Linked DNA regions of Mus musculus: region 2 is linked to region 1. Evidence: chromatin contacts called from public HiChIP or PLAC-seq data. All regions are on one chromosome and are shown on one strand. The core of a region is the stretch at or near the end of the contact, and the rest is flanking DNA. Distances in the headings are between cores, read along the strand shown. Region 1 holds the start of Akap13 (A kinase (PRKA) anchor protein 13). Region 2 overlaps Akap13 (A kinase (PRKA) anchor protein 13).

What was found. HiChIP or PLAC-seq counts read pairs in DNA pulled down with a chosen protein or histone mark.
Region 2: a contact with region 1 is called in an H3K27ac HiChIP or PLAC-seq map of microglia, with 6 times the contacts expected there. The contact joins the enhancer-like site here to the promoter of Akap13 in region 1. A contact is called at or near these places in 5 of 39 promoter capture datasets (the C10 cell line, liver, neural stem cells and 1 more), 2 of 484 Hi-C or Micro-C datasets (CD4 T cells and Sertoli cells), 8 of 115 datasets of contacts at active chromatin or transcription factors (bone marrow-derived macrophages, cardiomyocytes, embryonic limb bud and 5 more) and 1 of 9 other capture datasets (adipose tissue).

The regions. Positions count from the first base shown.
Region 1 is chr7:75,453,980-75,457,107 of GRCm38.p6, forward strand. It overlaps Akap13 (A kinase (PRKA) anchor protein 13), which reads left to right and starts at 1,555. Exons shown (of 37, transcript NM_029332.1): 1 at 1,555-1,769.
Region 2 is chr7:75,713,504-75,716,631 of GRCm38.p6, forward strand. The region is part of intron 17 of Akap13 (A kinase (PRKA) anchor protein 13); the gene reads left to right. Among named protein-coding and RNA genes, the nearest start is that of AU020206, 67 kb to the right of the region's middle. Within about 2 kb of position 1,703, at least 53 of the 459 cell types and tissues checked have an H3K27ac peak or open chromatin away from gene starts, as enhancers often do. A contact at or near this core is called in adipose tissue, cardiomyocytes, fibro-adipogenic progenitors and 5 more, where this site is marked.

The sequences.
Region 1 (3,128 bases), core at 305-2,804:
ACTTTTTGTTTCATTGTGCTGTGTTTTGGCTTTCTTTTTCTTTTTGGACTTGATCCTGGATTTGATTGTTTGATTTCCATTTTTGTGTTTCGTACTTTTTGCTTTTGTTTTATGAAGGAAGAAGAAAAGAAAAAACATGAAGTTGGATGAGTAGGGAGGTGGGGAGGATCTGAGAGGAACTGGAGAGTGGGAAAACAAGATCAAAACATGTTATATGAAGCATCTTTTCAATTAAAATAATTTTAAAAAGGGAAAGTGACATTTAACAACAGAAAATGCCTGGTACAATCACCAGGCACTGATAATACTTTCTGTTAAATATTTTCATGATGGTAGTGACCTTGTCTGGATTAAAACTTCCCAAATGACAGTGACTTCCATTCTTGCAGTTTTTGGCAGGTCCATATCTTGTATTACTATTTTTTTTAAACTGACTTTGAAATTATATGAAGTTAATCTTTTCATATAATTCTTTGAACATTTTCTTCATTCATATAATATACTTTGGCCACATTCTCCCAACCCATCCCTCTCAACTTCTTATTCTCCTTCTGCTCTTTAAAAAAACTTATGATCCACTGTGTTCAACTTGTACTGTCCATAGCTGTGTGGGTGCTGGGTCATCTACTGGGAGATGGTTGGCCAGAGGGAGTCCAATACTTAAAGGAAACTGTCCCCCAATGGGGTATTTATCTTAGGGGTACAGCCACATAATATTTTCATATTAATATGTTTTGATCACCTAAATAAAAATGCAAGGCCAGTACTCGCAGAGATTCCATTCTGTTCCTTCCCAGTCAATACCCTTCTCCTCCTAGGAAACTACCTTTCTTACTTCGACCACAATAAATATTAAACTGCACAGAAAACCTCACATTTCTTGCGTAATATTCATAATCCCCGGCTCCCCCCCCCCCCAACTTTCTATTGACCGAAAAAATAACATGTCAAAATAGTTTGGCATTATAGGCATGTTTTCCCTTAATAACACATTACAATATGTAACTATCAAAAAGAAGTTTCTTTTTGTACCAATTAATGTAGTATCTTGGGTCACCATTGGAACATGTCCATACTTGGTTTCTCCGAAGCAACTAGATGGTTTCTGAAGTCCATAGCAACTCAAAGGCAATGATTTTGTGGTGATCGAATAGCTCAAAGTCACTGTGACAATCTTCACCCATCCAACATACTTGAGTACTTTGTGCCGCTCCACCTTGGACTCTTAAGAAGACTCTATTGAGTCTTAGCGTCAACGTGTGGTAAGTGCTCCGACTTAGGTAAGCACCAGGCGCACAGAGGAAGGGTGGCTTCCGGTGATGGGGCGGATAGGAGAAGGTGGGTGGGCATTTCCCCAGCAGCTGCTGCCAGCCACCCGACTTTGATCACTTTGCCGCCTGGCAGCAGTGGCGGTCAACCTCATCGTTCCTTAGCAACCAGAGCCAACTGCCAAGAAGCCTTCCTATTGGGCTCACAGAACATGATGGGTAGTCTAATTGTCCAATAGAAACTTTTAGGCTTGGCTCGTTGCACCGCCCACCCCGGGCCGCAGGCGGCGCATGCGCGGGTGGGCAGGTCTGTGTGCAGGGCGGTCGCAGAGCCGGAGCTGCTGCTGCTAAGCTCTTGGGCTCGGTTGAGACCGCCGTGCTTGCTCCTTGCTCCAGCCGTCACCGCCGCCGCCGAGGGAGCGGCCGCCTATTGTCCTTCTCCGCGGCCAAGGCGCGGAGCTGCTCCGGCTCGGCCCGCGGGGGAGCCCGGGGAGCCGCACGGTGAGAGCGCAACTTAGTTGAGGGAGTTGAGGGAAGTTTGGGCGTCTGAGGAGGGGGCGCGCGCGCAGCCGCCCCTCCCCCTCGGCTGCTCTCGGCCGCGCGCGCGAGCTGCGGGACGCGGGGACGCGCGGGCGCGACGCGGGTGGCGGACCCTTCTTAGCATCGGCAGCCAGGGGTGGATAGCGCGGCCGCCGATCCCGGCCTCCTCGGACCCACGTTCCTCTGCTGCCCGCTTCTGTGGCGCCGGCTGCGGCTCTCCTCTGAGGGACGGCTGCTCGGTGGGGCGCGCCGCTCGAACAGAGAGTGCGGCTCCGGGAACGAGCAGCTCCCCGGGGCAGTCAAGCCGGGTAAACACTGCGCGCCCCGGCCACCTTTGGGGGCTTTCTCCCGAGATGGGGAGGGGGGCGCGGTGGGCGCCCCGGGAACGGTGGCGCATTCGACTCCTCTGCCCCTCGAGCTCTAGTGCAAGCACTTTGAGAACTAGCGAATCACTGCTTTTCGTAAATAGGCTCGCTGACACTTAACTGGGGTGCGAGACGCACCCTCAGTTTATTTCTCGCTAAGAAAGTGTCTGTCTTTCGGCTGAAAATATTGGCTAACTCTAAGTGTCTAGACTCTACTGTGAACTCAGGAGTTCACAATGAAAATGGATTGAGCAATCTCTGAGTGTTTCAGTCTTTGCTTTTCCCCTTCATAATGAAGTTATTTTGAGAGTTCATTGCGTTGAGCAGATTTACAAAGTGATGTGCCTTTTTGTCTGTCTGTCTGTCTGTCTGTTTTTTGTTACTACCCTCATGATTTCCCGAAGTCACTTACTCATTTAAACCCCCACCCCCCAAACTTTTGGATTGCCCGGGTCAGGAGGAGCGCTCCAGTTCTTGAACGTGCATTCATTGTCTGTAAAGAAGTTCCTATCAGTCGAGATGACTCTGAGATAAACCAGTGTGTCACTTTGTACACCATCATCTCTTGGGAATCATTCCGCTGCATTTCGTTGACTAGACTTGCGCTGTAATGGTAATTCAGTTTTAGCTCCCAAGAGAGAACCCTATCATTCATACTGAAACACAATGCCTCCCCCCCACCCCCCTCCCCCCGTCACTTCATGTTAATTTTAGTTGTATTTCTTTGACATTTGTTAAACTTAAATTTTTCTTTGAAGGCTACTGCTCATGGCATTTTGCTTTTTTTTTCTATGTGAATAACATGGACAAGTGGTGTGTGGGGTTTTCTGTTTTGTTTTTGGCTTTTCTTTGTATGAAACCCAGCTTCGTTTACCTGATGAAACCAAGGAAAAATATTCTGAAGGCACAGGGATTCAGGACTCACAGTCTTTGTGCTTAATTTTCCTTTCTGGGG
Region 2 (3,128 bases), core at 453-2,952, 260 kb after region 1:
AGGGAGGGAGGGAGGGAGGGAGGGAGGCAGATAAATGGATGGGTGGATGCAAGCTGAGCTATTGGCTTTTAATTTCATAGAAATATGATTAAGGGTCAGCTCTAAGCCTGTGAACCACTGTACTTTGTGACTTTTTGAAGAATTTTGAAATAATGAAATCATCCCACTTACTGCTCTTAGGCACTGTTTTAAATATAAAGAAGGCCAAATCAGCTTTTTCTTTGTTATGAACATTTGATAAATGTTGAAGTTTGTTTTAAAAAAAGAAAGAAAAGGAAAAGGTGTAGCATAGATTTAAGCACAGCCATTGAGAGAAAAGTACTTAGAGGCAAAGGGCAGTCTGCAGCCAAGTGTGGGCTCCAGCTTCTCTGAAGAGCCCTGGCAAGTTTTCTTTCGTCTTCCTAACAACACAGTATGGTTTGTGGCAGTGTACTTAAAAATATACTAGACATGCCTTCGTGTCTTATATTTTTAATTGTCTATTTTAAAACAGATAGTACAGTTGTAAATCCCATGACTTTGGCTGCTGTCTGTGGCGCTAACCATTACTAATTCACTCACACCTAGCACTAAAACCGTTGTCCTATGTGTTGTGTCTAGGACCACTTGGTGACAAATTTAGTGTTTTTCCAGTAGATACTTCAGTGTGGTTAACAGATAGCCATGTGAACTGCTTATCACTACGACTTGTGGCTGTAATCCTGGGCATAATAAAAATTTCAGCTAGGTTGTAGGTTTGATGACAGTTAACTGAAACCGTGAATCTCTGTGAAAAGTTCTACTGGAAGCACATTCAGGATGCTATTTCTACTTTTGTGTCTCATGAAGTAGAATTGTTCTTAAATCTCAAACAGTGGTCTAAGAACATGAGAACTGCCAATGTCTCTTCAAAAGTACCATTCCCCTCACCCCTAAAAAGCAGCACTACTTAACCTTCTGAGGGTTGTTGAATCTAGAAGGAAAGGAGCAGGAGGGAACAGCTTGGAAGCAGTTTTGGTCAGGACTGTTTTTGTTTGTCACATTTACAGATCAGAATTAGTGCCAAGTTCTCAAACCTATATCCTCTCTTATTGCCCGCCCAACAAGCCCTGGATATGATAGAGTCAGAGTAAAACAAAAGAAAGGATGCATTTCGTAACTGTGATACTGAAATTAGCATTTCAGTATAATGGATGGCAAATATGGTAAATTACTATTTTCAAATGATAAGGGAATCTAAGGAGCTTTTGGGGGTAATACAGTTTGATACACTGGTGGTTTTCTAAGTAAGAGCTATTAATACAATATTATACATGGATAATATAATAGCAGTAGGAACTTTTTGGACCTCAACTTAAAATGTAAAAATATAGCTCAGTGATAGAGTGATTGCCTATATTGTATGAGGCACTAGGTTTGACCTCCATCGACACAGTGAAGGAAGGGAGGGAGGAAGGAAGAAAGGGTGTGTAACATTTTGACACAGTACTTCATCCTTCATTTTTAAAGAAATACACCTTTACAGTTAAAATTGAATTTGTTTCCCTATGTCAGTCTTCCTTCTTCCCTCCAAGTAAGCGTTGATGTCATCTGTGGCTCACAGTTCCCTCATATGAACAAAACTGGGTAGTAGTGGTTGGTTTGCTGTTGCTGTGCATCTCACTTTGCAGTTTGCTTTATTCTCCCCAGTGTTCTATTGTAGAGAACGGAAGTACTGAGCACATAGATGTAGATACTGGCATTTAGCTCATCTGTGGTACTGTCTTTCACACATACTTCAAGCTGTTCTGCTGCTTAGGATACGGGGCTATTTCCACTTTGACTCAGACAGAGCCACAAGGGCATCCTTGCGTCCTTGTGTATGGCACTAGTCTCAGTGCTAATTCATAAAAGTGACACACACTGAACCTCACTAGATGTTGTTAAATGACTTTCCAAAGTAATTGCATCGATTTCAGATGATGAGTTTCTACATTGCCATGTCTTCACAGTACTTAAAATGAGGGTGTGGTGCCTTTTGTCCGGTAGACTTGGAAACCAAAGCACAAGGAGAAGGGACTTATTCGGGGCTCATGGTGGTAACCAGAATTAGACTTAAATTAAATTTGGTTTGCCTGCCATGTGTCCTAGTCTCTTTTACATGTCAATAAGTTGACACAGCAACTCTCATATGTAGTCATGAAGATTATGTCAGGGCGTTTGGCTTAGACAAATAGACTGTGGGTCTATATATACATAGATATTTGAATAGACAATCATGATCCATGTACTGCACCAGAGAGTACAAGATCCTCAGAACAGGAGAAAAACCTCACAAAATCCCAGTGCTGTGTGACTGCTAGTGTTCAGAAAGGGATCTGTGAACCAAGCAGATATTGCAGTAACAACTGCTTCAGAAGAAATGGGGAAGGCCTTCAGATCTAGGTATCTGGCAGTCTCCTTCACAGTGGCAAGTTTCTCTTACCCCACAGTCCATAAGTCCAAGCCTTTAAGTCCAAAAGCATCTTGACCTTGTTGGCTAGAACAAGGTCTGTGGTACTCCCTGAAGCAACCGTACCTAGTGAACTGCTGTCTGATTTCCTGAGTGAGCCTTTCCCAGGAGACACACGCCTCTTCAGCTGTCCCCAAAGACAGATCTTTTGCTTGTTTGTGCTTTGCCTCTGGCCTCTTGGCACAGCCTGTTTTTATGACTTCATTGCAGCAGGAAGAGCTGATGACCTTTCGGAGGCCCAGAGTGCATGGTTTTTACATCAGTGGCCCTTGTAGGCCACGGGAATAGAAAACTAAAAATACTTTGAGATGAAATGTGTCATTGGTAAATTTGAATCTGGTTTGTCTCAGGAACTCTCCCATGTTCTCCTGAGTCAGGCTTCTCAGGGGTGTTTTGGGAGATTTGTAGTTAACCTTTCTTACATGGCTTCTCACTCAGGGAGTTGGGTACAAAAGCTCGGGATATTTGAGACCTCAGGATATTTCTTTTATCTTTTGAAATTATAATGATGTCATTTCCTTCTTCACTTTCCAACCTCCTAACTCTTTCACATACTTTTCCTCTTTCAAGTTCATGCCCTCTTTTTCTCAATAATTGTTCTTAGAAGTACTTGCATGATGTGTGCATGCTCTTAGATATATAAGTGTAGCCTGCTCAG